Regions from separate parts of the Mus musculus genome. Here regions 1 and 3 are each linked to region 2. The links are chromatin contacts, called in public Hi-C and targeted proximity ligation maps. All regions are on one chromosome and are shown on one strand. The core of a region is the stretch at or near the end of the contact, and the rest is flanking DNA. Distances in the headings are between cores, read along the strand shown.

Evidence for each region. Hi-C and Micro-C count contacts between places; a contact is called where the count stands out from the background.
Region 1: a contact with region 2 is called in a targeted proximity ligation map of pancreatic cancer cells. A contact is called at or near these places in 5 of 130 datasets of targeted methods (the 230-238 cell line, CD8 T cells, memory CD8 T cells and 2 more) and 1 of 9 other capture datasets (liver).
Region 3: a Hi-C map of B cells shows a contact between it and region 2, with 27 read pairs. A contact is called at or near these places in 8 of 39 promoter capture datasets (the C10 cell line, the HPC-7 cell line, HPC-7-derived erythroid cells and 4 more), 20 of 484 Hi-C or Micro-C datasets (the AML12 cell line, B cells, CD4 T cells and 16 more), 25 of 130 datasets of targeted methods (the 230-238 cell line, the SCID.adh cell line, bone marrow-derived dendritic cells and 17 more) and 2 of 9 other capture datasets (adipose tissue and liver).

Annotation. Positions count from the first base shown.
Region 1 is chr19:29,214,112-29,218,176 of GRCm38.p6, reverse strand. No RefSeq gene overlaps it. Among named protein-coding and RNA genes, the nearest start is that of Gm41829, 29 kb to the left of the region's middle.
Region 2 is chr19:29,520,905-29,525,475 of GRCm38.p6, reverse strand. It overlaps Ric1 (RAB6A GEF complex partner 1), which reads right to left and starts at 3,194. Exons shown (of 26, transcript NM_001081319.1): 1 at 2,810-3,194. The coding sequence starts at 2,953. It overlaps A930007I19Rik (RIKEN cDNA A930007I19 gene), which reads left to right and starts at 3,489. Exons shown (of 4, transcript NR_015567.3): 1 at 3,489-3,586; 2 at 4,507-4,571.
Region 3 is chr19:29,060,836-29,065,240 of GRCm38.p6, reverse strand. No RefSeq gene overlaps it. Among named protein-coding and RNA genes, the nearest start is that of Gm9895, 4.3 kb to the left of the region's middle.

The sequences.
Region 1 (4,065 bases), core at 622-3,121, 310 kb after region 2:
GTGAGCCCCAGGGATTCACCAGTCTTCACCTCCCTGGTGATGGAACTACAAACACAAGCTATCATGCCTGGCTTTTATTTCTTTATTTATTTTGTTTGTTTTTGGGGGTGTTTTTTGTTTTTGTTTTTGTTTTTGTTTTTTCGAGACAGGGTTCTCTGTATAGCCCTGGCTGTTCTGGAACTCACTCTGTAGACCAGGCTGGCCTGATTTCCAGTTTCATCTGTTTCTCTACAAATGGTTTTCTTCTCTATAGCTGAGTAAGACTCCACTATGCACATACGCTACATTTTCTTCCCTTATCCTGCGTCAGCACCCAGGACGGTCCCATCTCTTTGATATTGTGTGCACTGCATTAATAAGATGAGTGTGCAGGTGTCCATATGGTATACTGACTTTGGTTTCTTTGCAGGGCTGTATTCTCAGGTTGGATCATATAATAGTTCTAGTTTTAATTTTTGGAAGAACTTCTACTCTGATATTCACAGTGCCAGACAAATTTACAGTCTCAGCAACAGTGCATAAAAAAATTGCCCTCCTCCAACGCACCCCCCACCATCCTTGTTGTTTTTAGTTTCTTGGTAATAGCCATTCTGATGTCATGAGATAGAATGTCAATGTAGTTTTGATTTGCTTTGTTCTGATGCCTAAGGGTCATGGGAGTGACACAGCAATGACTTGATAACACAATTTATATTTTAAGTCTGTAAAAAGTATTCCTCTCAGTCTCCCTCACTAACACCTGTGGGGAAACATCATAAGAAATACATTTTTGGGCTGGTGAGATGGCTCAGTGGGTAAGAGCACCCGACTGCTCTTCCAAAGGTCCAGAGTTCAAATCCCAGCAACCACATGGTGGTTCACAACCATCTGTAATGAGATCTGACTCCTTCTTCTGGAGTGTTTGAAGACAGCTACAGTGTACTTACATATAATAAATAAATAAATCTTTAAAAAAAAAAGAAATACATTTTTACCGAAACTAGTTTTTTAGATGATCTCCCTCAAAGGCCCAGCCATTGGTGGATGCTATTCCACCCACTAACCAGAGCCAAGATTTGGCCTCTGTGTTCTCTTCGTCAGACCCCCTCTGGATTTCAATAGGACTGATAAAGCTGTTTCCCAAACAGGCACTAGCAGACAACAACTTGACAAATGAGGGATGTTCTCCTGAACTTCATTCCAACAGTTCTGTGGGAAAGGCTACCTTTCCCACAGAACAGCCTTTCCCACAGAACCACTAGAATCTCTACTCCATGATTCCCAGCCCATTTCCATGGCCCACCTTGAATGATGTACTTCTTTTGATAAGATAAAAGAGGGCTGCCTTCCTGCCTGTCTGCCTGTCTGCCTGTCTGCCTGTCTGCCTGTCTGCCTGTCTGCCTGTCTGCCTGTCTGCCTGTCTGCCTGTCTGTCTGTCTGTCTGTCTGTCTGTCTTTGGAGCAATATGTAAGCTCTCAGACCTAATAATGCTCTAACCCTCTGAAACTATGAGCAAGGCTGCAATTAAATGCTTTATTTATAAGAGTTGCCTTGGTCATGGAGTTTTTTGGGTTTTTTTTTTTGTTTGTTTTTTGTTTTTTGTTTGTAATTGTAATTAAGACATGTGGGAATGGTTTTTCTATAGAAATGTTTTTCAAAATCTGATTTTACAAATCAAACTTCCATCTAACCTGACAGCAAGCTAGTAATGTGCCTGGAGATTATTTCGAACTACAGATTCATTCTGCTCACAGGCTGTATATTTATTTACCTTGCTCAGGATTAAGTGACCTGTAAAGAAAAGATTATGATCAATCTTACTAGTCTTTGTACTCCTCCATGGACCGTGTCCCCAATTCACCTCTGCGAGTCTTTCATGGCCCTGACTCAGAACAATGTTATGTGTGCAGAAGGTGTGGTGACCAGGTCAGAGACCGTTCACTGAGAGCAGCAAGGCATAAAAAAACCAAGCAGTCTCCAAACAGGTTTGAAGTAACCAGCACATATCGATTAATCATGTATGGATTAATAGTTTATGGGGTCTTTGTATGTCCTTCTGAGTCGATAGGACCAGAGAAACAATTTTCTGCCTGGTGAGACTCCTGTAAAAGTTTAAGAAAAATGTGCCTTGTTCCCTTTTGTTACCACATTTGCCGTGCTATTCTATATATAGAGCAGACGGCCTTTGTTCAGGACAAGGGTGACTGCTACTTAGATCTGGCACCTCTTGGATTGGAATGAAGACACCAGAACCTTTGGAGTAAATCAGGCCCAGTCTTGCTCTTTCTTCTGTCATGCATCATTACCACAGATGATGGTGGCTCTTTTTTTCCACAGATCCATCATCCATTTATAACTTTGATTATTGAGAATTGTCTTCTGATTGAAGTATTTGGTCTGTGGGGTGGGGGGGGGGTTTCTTTTTTTTCATTTTAAAAAATATTCTGAATCTTAATATCTCTCAAGTGTACAGCTGAAAATAATTTATATTATATTATATTATATTATATTATAGCTGTGTATAATAATATATTAAGAATGGCTCAAAAACCTTCATGTAAGATCTGAAACTTTGAAATGTCTAGATGAGGTCTGGTGTGGTGATGCACAGTTTTAATCCCAACACTTGGGAGGCAGAGGCAGGCGAGTCTCTGAGTTTCGTCCAGCCTGCTCTACATAGTGAGTTCCAGGATAGCCAGTGCTACAAAGACAGATCCTGTGCACCCCTCCCCTCCAAGGAAACCCAACCAACCAAAAAAACCAAAAAAAAATATTTCTCCTGTTCTGTAAGCTGTGTGTCCGTCCACTGAGTCTATCCCAGAAGCCTTGAAATGTAATGAAGTCCAGCTTGTCGATTCTTGCTCTTATCTCCTGAACCATTTGACTCCTATTCCTAAAGTCACTACCTGTACCTAAACCTTTTAGTATTTCCAGTGTGCTCCTTTCTAGGAGGTTTTTTGGTTGGCTCGGTTTCCTGGTGGTTAAGAGCACTGACTGCTCTTCCAGAGGTCCTGAATTCAATTTCCAGCAACCACATGGTGGCTCACAGTTGTCTGAGATGGCATCTGATGCCCTCTTCTGGTGTGTCTGAAGACAGTGACGGTGTACTCACATCTACAAAATAAATCTTTACACACACACACACACACACACACACACACACACACACACACACACATTTGGTAAGAATACTATATACCCAAATAATTTATTACATTGCTTACATTTTCTTCGATTAACTTCTTCATAGAAAATACTTCTGAGGTCATAGGCAAAACACAATTTTCTCTCCTACTTAACAAAGACACTTTAAAAATCAATACAAAGCCGGGCGTGGTGGCGCACACCTTTAATCCCAGCACTCGGGAGGCAGAGGCAGGCGGATTTCTGAGTTCGAGGCCAGCCTGGTCTACAAAGTGAGCTCCAGGTCAGCCAGGGCTATACAGAGAAACCCTGTCTCGAAAAAACAAAAAACAAAACAAGCAAACAAAAAATCAATACAAGACTATAAAACTACCTTGTAGGAATTCAAAATGATAAACCCTGCTTGGTCAAGGTTTTTATAAAGCTCAGGGCCCAGCTTCACTCTTAGTTGTACCACAGTACCACACTCGTTAAAGCAGGACGTTTAACATGACATTAGCTTCCCTTCCTTGACCAGGTTTCCTCCTTCTGTTCTACATGATTACTTGGCCTGAGTGTAGCTGTGTTGTCGCTTTAAATACCTCCTGAAATTATCTTCATGGTTAATCAGTACAAATGCAGATCTGGGCATAGCACCTAATAAATAGAGCAAGCTATCCCAATATATTGCATATCCATGACTATCTTCAGAATAGGCGCTTGTGAGAACTGGATAAGAGGACCCAGCAACCACACTTGTGTCCTGAGGCTTTTAGAGATCGGCTGACTGTGGTGGCATATGGCTATGACCCTCAGCAAGATGAAGGCTGGGGCAGGAGAACTGGTGAGGTTGAAGCTAGCTTGGGCTACATAGCATGAACCTGTCTTGTATACTTTTCCTTATTTTCTCCATCGTTTGCACAAGCCAGCATTAAAATGCCCAGCTTAGATGGTTCAGATGGG
Region 2 (4,571 bases), core at 1,945-4,444:
AAGACAGCTACAGTGTACTTACATATAATAATAAATAAATCTTTAAAAAAAAAAAAAAAAAGTTTACTAGAAGACCCATAAAATGTACTGTTATTTTTAGAGATTTTAGTTTAATGTTCCCATAGTCTAATGGGTAATCAAAATTTCACATACAGCAACTTTTTCGGACAAGCAAATAACCAGTTGAGACTAAATGCACATTTCTTCCTCAAAGCAGGTTTTCTCTTTTAAAACTACCCTTTTCTTATGCATGTTTACTTTATTGAGTACTAACAAAATTTCAAACAAACAAAATCTAATTATTCTTTCTCTTTTGAGTCACTATCGCTGCCTTCAAATGTCCTAATGTAACTTTTTACCACTTCAACTCTGTAAACCCCTTTTGAACTTCACAATAGTCTAAAAATTAAATAAATAAAATCAACATTCATATTCTCAATGAAGGTATTTTAAACCAATTCATTCCAAATTATGGGTATAAGTGATAGCCTCTTTGATTTACCTAGAGGTAGTTTTGCTTTTAATATTTTGAACCTAAACACTGTGTTGTAAAGTTTGGAAATAAGAAAGTTAAAATGAACGTTCTCACAGGATAAGAAAAGCTACAAGCATATATCCCAAGAGAAGGAGACTTGGCAGGTGGAGCCTGGCACCGTTCCCACTCCTCAGCCACATAATCAGACTTTGAATCATCTCATTTAAGCATGATTTTCTAAATCACAAAGCTTGTGCACAGAGTTTCAGGTTAACTCTAAACCTAGAGTGCCCTGTAGGCTCCCTACCATAGTCCAGAAATTGATTTCACTTTATGCCTCTGAACCCATATATTTCCCCGAAATCTACCCTCTGAAAACGTTTTCTTTCCCTGTGTGTGATTGTTTTGTATGTGTGTGAAATTCTAAGTTTCACACACTAGAGATCAGTAGTAACCAAGGTACTTTTGTGAGACTCAGGTGTGTAGAGTGGGAGTTTGAAGGGAATGAACAGAGGATGCATAAGTTCCATAACACTACATCTAACTCCCAAGCCAAACAGATTTTATCCATGTCACAATGTCCACAAGACAACTGAGACTCATTTTAATGTGGGGGTGGGGGTGGGGTGTGTGTGGAGAAGGTAGCCTACAAGCTTCTGGCCTACCATGCTAAACTTACATAAATCAGATTTGTATCCTTAGGGGTTAAAATGATTAAAACGTTAGATTTTAAAAGTGTTACATTCGAACAAAACTACTAAATTTAGGAAACAATGTAAAATTCAACTTCTAATTATGCTCTTCCAAACAACTATTGACTTTAAATAGTTGCACTACATAAAAGTTGTTCAACTGCTCATAAATTGAAAACGGATCTCACTTAGGTACCAACTTACATTTACAACGCACATATTTAAAAATTCAATTCAGCACGGATCTGAGTATCACATTGCTGATGCTGTAATTGTTTAGTAACCTGCGGTTTTCATACCTTTCTGAAAATTAGGTCAGCCAAAACTTAGTGACAAATAGCCTAACTATGTAATAGTAAAAGAGAAACCAATTAAATTGCTTAAATTCTAGCATCGGTTTTACCACAGCTGTGTGTGCGGACAATCAAGGGCATTATCAGCACACCATGGTAATAAGCAGAGATCTAAAGGGTTTAACCAAACCAAAACCAGTGTTTCACATATCTAGCAAGGGCAAGGTCAACCAACCTCTAGTCTCTTTTCAAGACCACCACCACTCTGACATCAATTAGTACTGTCTCTCTGAATGCAGTGTGTGGGGGGGGATCTTAAAACTCAGAATTCTGTAATTTTTACAGATGTCCAGGAGCAACAAAAACCGGACGGGGGCTAGCCCATTCACCCCTTACTTTTTCAAGTTAATTCTCTTATCTACTCGGAACTCAAGGCACGGGAGGAAAAAAAAAAAAAAGCCAGGCTGAAAGCAAAGAATTCTGACCCCATGCTCTTTCTAAGCCTGGAAATAATAATTTCCAGGTGCGGCGCGGACAGACGTGAGCTCCCCGACTCTCCAACCATCCCAGCAGAGCTCTCCAGAGTCCAAGAGCAGCCAAGAAAAGGACTGGAGTCCGTGATGTGTGGGGGAGACCCGGAGCTAAAGTTACCAGATATCTACACTCAAACCCAACAAGTCTTTAAGTTTTCAGAAATCAATTACCACAGGACTGTAAATTCTGACACTTGGTAAAGACCAACAGGCTTTCCGGAACTCCACTAAACAACAACCTTTAAAGCAGGGGTGGGGGGTGGGGGAGCGGGGACGCCACAGCTGCCGGAGTGCTGGGGGACGCTCCAACAGATTGGCTCGGCGGCAATGGGGGCAGAGAGGCAGGCAAGTCTGGGCTCCGCCAGGGAGCTCCAGGCCTGGCGCGCGGCTGTGGGTGCCACGCGGGGACTGGGGTGCAGTGGAGACTGTCCGCGCGCGGCTCCAACTCGAGAGCGAGGGTCGCTCGGGGTAAGTCGGGACCGGCTGGGGTCGCTCGGGGGTAGTTAGTTGGGACGGGACCGCCGTCGCTCCCTCGGAGGGAGTCGGGACTGGCCGGGGTCGCTCGGGGGAAGTCGGGACCGGTCCGGGGTCGCTCGGCGGCAGTCGCGCCAGTTCCAGGGTCACTATAGGGAGGGTGATCAGGATGGTTCTGGGTTCGCCCGGGGTTAGTTGGGACCGGACGGTGGTCGTTCGGAGGGAGTCGGGACGGGGCCAGGGTCGCTCGGGGAGAATCGGGACTAGATCCGGGCCTCTCTGGGGAAGTCGGGACCGGACAGGGGCCGCTCGGGGGAAGTCGGGACGCCGGCGCCTACTTACTCGGCTGTACCAGATGCTGAGGCGGGCCGGGGCCAGCACGGCGAAGAACGCTCTCCGAGGGTCAGACTGGACGTGGAGCGGCGCCTCGGCCGGGCTCCGCGGCGCGCAGAGCAGCCTCTTGGGCCAGCCGCTCAGGAAATACATGGTCCGCGCGCGGCCCCGACAGCCCCCCGGCGGCCCCGGCCGTGTCTGTCACGCTCGGCGGCCCCGGGCCAGGCGCCCACCTCCCACACCGCCACCGGCCGAGTCGGCGGCGGCGACAGCGGCAACTCGGGGCATCTGCCCGGGGGCCGGGCCGGGCCGGGCCGACGCGATGCTGCGCGACGCAGTCTGGGACGCTGACCGGCCGAGGGTGGGGGAGGCGGGCGGCCAGTGGGCCCGCGGCGGGAGGAGCCGAGGCCGGCCCGCCCCGCTCGCCGCTCGCGTCAGCACGCCGCACGGCGCGGGGAGGCTCCGCCCGGCTCCCTCGGACCGCCCCGCGTCAGAACGCAGGCCGCGGGGCAGGACGTCGAGGGCTCGGGACGCCTTGCTGGCTGGCGACCTGGCGCGTGGAGCTGGGGACCGGGATGAGGCGACAGGCTCAGTCAGTGACAATCGGAGCGGCCGGGCCCACTTGCACGATCCCTGGATTGGCGCGACCTCCGGGGTTGAAGGGGGCGGGGCGAGCGGAGCGCGCGTCACGTGACTCCCGGGCTGCGCTTGGAGCTGGGTCTCTGCGACTCCAAGGCTTGGGGTTCGAGTCTGTACCCACAAATCCTTTGTGTGCTGCGGTTTAAAGTGAGAGCTGGTGATGTCCCTGGCCGTACAGAGCTTACATTCTAGGCAGGCTCTTTATTCAGTCACTAAAGTGCTTCAGTCTTGTCTGCCTGTTTAGTTATTAATGCTAGGCGAAGCCAGATGGGGTCTTTTGCAGCCCCAGTAAACTGTTCAGGAAAAGAAATGGACTTAGGTTTTGTGTTGATCCAGACTGGAGATACCGTATTGATGTTTTTAATTTGGGGGTTGGGAGGAATGAAGGGGTGCTCAACTTTTGGACCTGGAACCTTAAAAATAGCTGCAGCTTTTTGTAACTCTTTCAAAGTTTAAAAGTAACAACAAAGTAACAATCCGGATTTTAATAACAATGTAACTTTCCGTAATTGTTCTAACGCTTGCTTTTCGAAGACGTTGACTAAAGTCCCAGCTCACTAGCCTTTTGTTTCCAGAGGATCTCCTAGAATCTCTGTCCTGGTGTGTCCCACAGGCCAACACAGCATTCCTGGGATATTTTAAGCAGAGCAGACCTGAAAACTATTTTTCAGATTTTCATCTGTGTGGACGGAATCTTGATGATCCGAGTTACACCCGCTGGATAAATCAAGAGGTCCAGAGAGGTCTCTGCCTTGCCAATATAAAATCATAGAAGAACTTCGTTGTCTAGTACTTTTCAGACAGAGTTGTACACGTGGCAGAGGAAGTGAAAATGTGCTGCAATTCCATTGAGAATGTTTGCTCTACCTCTACTTCAGTGTGTTCATGTGCCTCACCAGTGTGTCTGCAATCATGGGCAGTGTAGATGTTTCTAAGTAATTTTTAATTGTTTTTTTTTTTGACCTCACTTACTGGTGAGCTTCTGGGTGGGATTCTCCTCCTGTGATCTTTTGTAGCAGCTAAGGTCTACAAAAAAATTAAGAGGATGCTTTGATTTAATTCCACAGAAAACCACAGATGATGGTGCTGGATCATCGCTAGTTAAAGTGCTGGATATGCCCAAGGTCACATG
Region 3 (4,405 bases), core at 26-2,525, 460 kb after region 2:
ATTGTATCCGTTCTTTTGTTATTTTATAGTATTTGTTTTAAAAAAATTATCATACAAGGTATTAGTCATCACAGTATTTGTTTGTTTGTTTATTTTTGGGACAAGGTTTCTTTGTGTTGTCTTGGCTGTCCTGGAATTCACTCTGTAGACCAGGATGGCCTTGAACTCACAGAGATCCACTTGCCTCTGCTTCCCAAGGGCTGGGATTAAAGGCATGCACCACCACCACCGAGCCCTTAAAGCATTTAATTTAATAGATTCTCCTTTCCCTCCCCTCCCCTCCCCTCCCCTCCCCTCCCCTCCCCTCCCCTCCCTTCTCCCTCTCCCTCTCCTCCCCTTTCCACCCCTCCCCTCCCTGCTCTCCTCTCTTCTTTCCCAGGAACTCTATGCTATGGTGTGACCTAAACTGTGTGATTCCCTTGAATTACGCCCTCTTGTGCAAGGAGTCTGTGCTGTAGACTCCTTGCTTCCTCCTTCGAGTCCCAATTCTCTCTGCTTTGGGCTTGGAGCCTTGGGAAGACAGCAAGCACCTCAGGATGGTTCCTCCTTCAGGGCCCCTGGCTGAAGGTCTGCTGGCAGAAGAAACCAGTTCAGCCGGGGCCATGGTCTTGCCTGATAGTTGGCTGTTGGTTCAGGCCAGCCCTATCAGTCACTTGCACGCCGATGCCCTTTGGGGGAAGGGGAAGAGGCGTTGGCTACGGAGCCCCAGCCTTTAACTGTGGGCTGACTTCCCACGTCTCAAAAGACTGCCAAGACAGCCCTTCAGACAGCTTTGTGAGGGAAATGGTTTTAAAAGGTTAGTCCAATTAAACACCCATAAAGGAAACAGTAGATGACTAACAGAAATTACAGGCTAGCTACACTCTTACTGAAATGGCAGACTCATTTGTGTCTTTGAGTAATTTCATAACACACAGTGCTTGCTCATAGAGAATGAAAACTAGGACCATTAGGAGTGTCCATCCAGTCCTTTCATTACCTCCCAGGCCTTGTCAGGTTGCGTTCCCTGGCTTCTCTCATTCAAAGCACGCCATCAGAAACCAAATTACTCATACAAGTGAGAGTTACAGACAAAGTAAATACGTAAAAATATAATCCAATTGAGCTGCCTTTGAGGCTTGAATTTCCAGCAAAACATTTCCTGGGACGGCATTTACGTCGACTCAGCGCCACCTGCCGGTAGGTGGAATCTTAGCAACTGAATGTTCATTGGCCAGGCACGGCCACGTGGGTAGAGTGGGGGCGGGGCAGCTCATTCCGCCTATTCATTCTGAAAGCAGTCAGGTGTGTTGGTGAAGTGCCAGGCGCTGTGTCCTCAGTGAAAGGAATATCATCACTGCCCTGTCTAGTGCCGTACTTCTTAAAACTAGGCACAAGCCGGAATCATCCTGAGATGAAGTTCAGACTTTTAGACTCTCCTCTAAAAAGATTGTAGTTAATGGACTAGAATAGGTCCTGAGAACCTGTATTTTTAAACAGAATGGCTGACTCAGCAGTTCTCAACCTGTGGGTTGCGACCCCTTTGGGGATATTTCACAGGGGTTGCCTAAAATCGTCAGAAAACACAGATATTTACATTGCCATTCATAATAGTAGCAAAATTACAGCTATAAAGTAGCACAAAAAATATATATATATGGTCGTAGATCACCACAGCATGAAGAACTATATTAAAGGGTCACAACATTAGGAAGGGTAAAGACGACTCATCTAGGTGATTCTGAGGAACAGGAAATCCATGAGGAAAAAGTAAATATAGAGAAAAGCCGAAAAATCTGTAAAGGCAATGGGGCCTGGGACTCCCCTACTTCTGCAGGTAGCACGAGGAGCCACAGCCAGAGCAGTTGTAGGCAACTGAAGGCTTAGGTTTGATTACTAGTGTAAGATGGGGGTGTGAGTATGATATGAATGTTGTTGCCCTGCTTTTAACTATGGCTGCAGGTGAGCCCTGGGCTCCCATTCATGTCCTGGATTGACTTGGTTTTGAATATAAGAAACAGGTATAGGTCCTATAGGTCCCCTTCTCAGCATCCTTCTATCCCGTGGGTCCTGGGGGTTGAACCCAGGTCATCACTGCTGTCAGCAAGCGTCTTCATGCACCGAGCCGGACCCCTGGCCTTCTAAGTCCTTTTGTTTTGTATTGGTTTTGCTTTGCTGGGAATGAACATGGCTTTCCTGCTGAGCCCCAGACTAGCCCGTTCTTTATATGACATCACACCATGCCCACAGCTGATCTGATCCAGCCCCTGGAATTCCTTTTATATCTGTGTAACTTTCTCCACAGATATATGTCTGTGGGTGCTATTTGGAGTCAAAAACAGACTTTTTCTGGATGTCCACTCTTTGTCCCTAAGGGGCATGGAGAAACTTCTCACTCTGTTCTTCTGCTGTTGATACAAAACACAGTTCTTGCCTCAAATGGGATAGTTTATTCTGGAGCCAAATGTGGGTGACCACAGCCCAGGAACACAGATCCAAGCAGACCAGAAAGATAGATCCCACTGCAAAGGGCCACATGAGATGTATTAATTATGGAACAAAGTCATAAGTCAAGACAGTTACCAAATACACTGGTGGAGACAACAGTTAGGCAGGCTACAGCAAAGCAGGGAACCTTTGTTATAGGTCCCAGATGTGATCTGCTAACATCCTAACTTCTGGGTTGGTGGAAACTGGTGGTCTGTTAAGAATACATCCTGGGTCAGACACAGGGATGGGCAGTGCATGGCTTTCAAAGATATTTTGCTCGGGTCTGTAACAGTCTTTGTGTATGTGAGGATGTGTAGATGGGTGTGCTTGTGTGTGTGTGTGTTTATGTGTGTGTGTGTGTGTGTGTGTGTGTGTGTGTGTGTGTAAGGATGCCCTTATAAGTGCACAAAGGCCAGGCCAGCCGGGAGAGGTCAGGGGACAGGTGACTTCCTCATTTGCTCTCTGCCTTATTCCCTTAAGATAAAGGAACCTGAACCTGGAACTCTGGTTTTCACTAGGCTGGCTGGACAGCAGGCCCCAGGATCAACCAGTCTCCACGCCTCATTCCCCCTTCCTCAGTGCTGGGGTTGCAGGTGCCAGTGGCCATACCTGCTCTTTCAGTGGGTGCTAGGGATCTGAACTCAGGTCCTCTGGTTGTATATCTGCTGTTCTCCCACCCCCAGTCAGGCTCAGAGACATCTCCCCAGTGCCTGGTCCTCAACAGTTTCTCTCTCCAAGATCATTAGTTCTTCTTCAGTTTCAGTATATATGGTATACACAGGTATACAGGGATGTTTCTTACCTGTTTTCATAGGTCATAAATAGATCACTGTCCTAGTTAGGATTTTACTGCTGTGAACAGACACCATGACCAAGGCAACTCTTAAATAAGGACAACATTTAATTGGGGCTGGCCTACAGGTTCAGAGGTTCAGTCCATTGTCATCAAGGTGGGAGCAGGGCAGCCTCCAGGCAGGCATGGTGCAGGAGGAGCTGAGAGTTCTACATCTTCATCTGAAGGCTGCTAGCAGAATACCGGATTCCAGGAAGCTACGATGAGGGTCTTAAACCTTTGCCCACAGTGATACACCTATTCCAACAAGGCTACACTGTCTAATAGTGCCATGCCCTGGGCCAAGCATACGCAAACTGTCACAGTTACTCAGAGCCATCTACGATGAATAGATTTGGGGGTTCTCCCCCCACCCCCTCCCCAATTCTCCCATTGTCTCAAGCATTGTTCATTGAATTCTTTTGTTTTAAAGATGCTTTTGTTGTTGTTGTTTTATTTTGTTTTTTGTTTTTTCCAAGATTCTTTTCTTTCAGAAACAGGCTACATACATACTCTCTATGTAGCCCAGGCTAGCCTTGAGCTCTCAGTCTTCTTGCTTCAGTCACCCGAGTGCTAGTTACAAACCTGTACCAGCGTGCTGAGATCGCTAGAATATCTTTGAGAAGAGAGTCTTAGAAATGGGATTTCTGTATTAACAGATAGGTATCTATGAAATCGTACTTAAATATTGTCAAATCTCCCTCTCTGTGTATTGTACCATTTTTCATTTCCCTTAATAAAATATGAGCACGTGCTCTCCACTGCATTCTCTTCACACGGCGTCCTTCACTTCAGGTCTGTGCTAACCTGACGTAATTCACTGTGAGCGGCGGCAGGTCCACACTCCTGCTTTCTGTAGCCTGGGCAGTAGTGTTCAGAGGCCTCTCTCCTCCCAGGTAAAACTGCAGAAAACGATCTCAGAATGAGTCTATTCAAAACAGAGCCGTAGTTTATTAAACGAGGCTCCCCTCCCTTATCCCCCTCCCCCCATCATCCTAGAGAGAAAACCTAAGGCTTCACACAGGCTAGGCATGCGTTTCACCACTGAGCTACATCGCCAGCCCTAGAAGAGATTTTTAAATATAGATTAAAACAGGTGTGTGT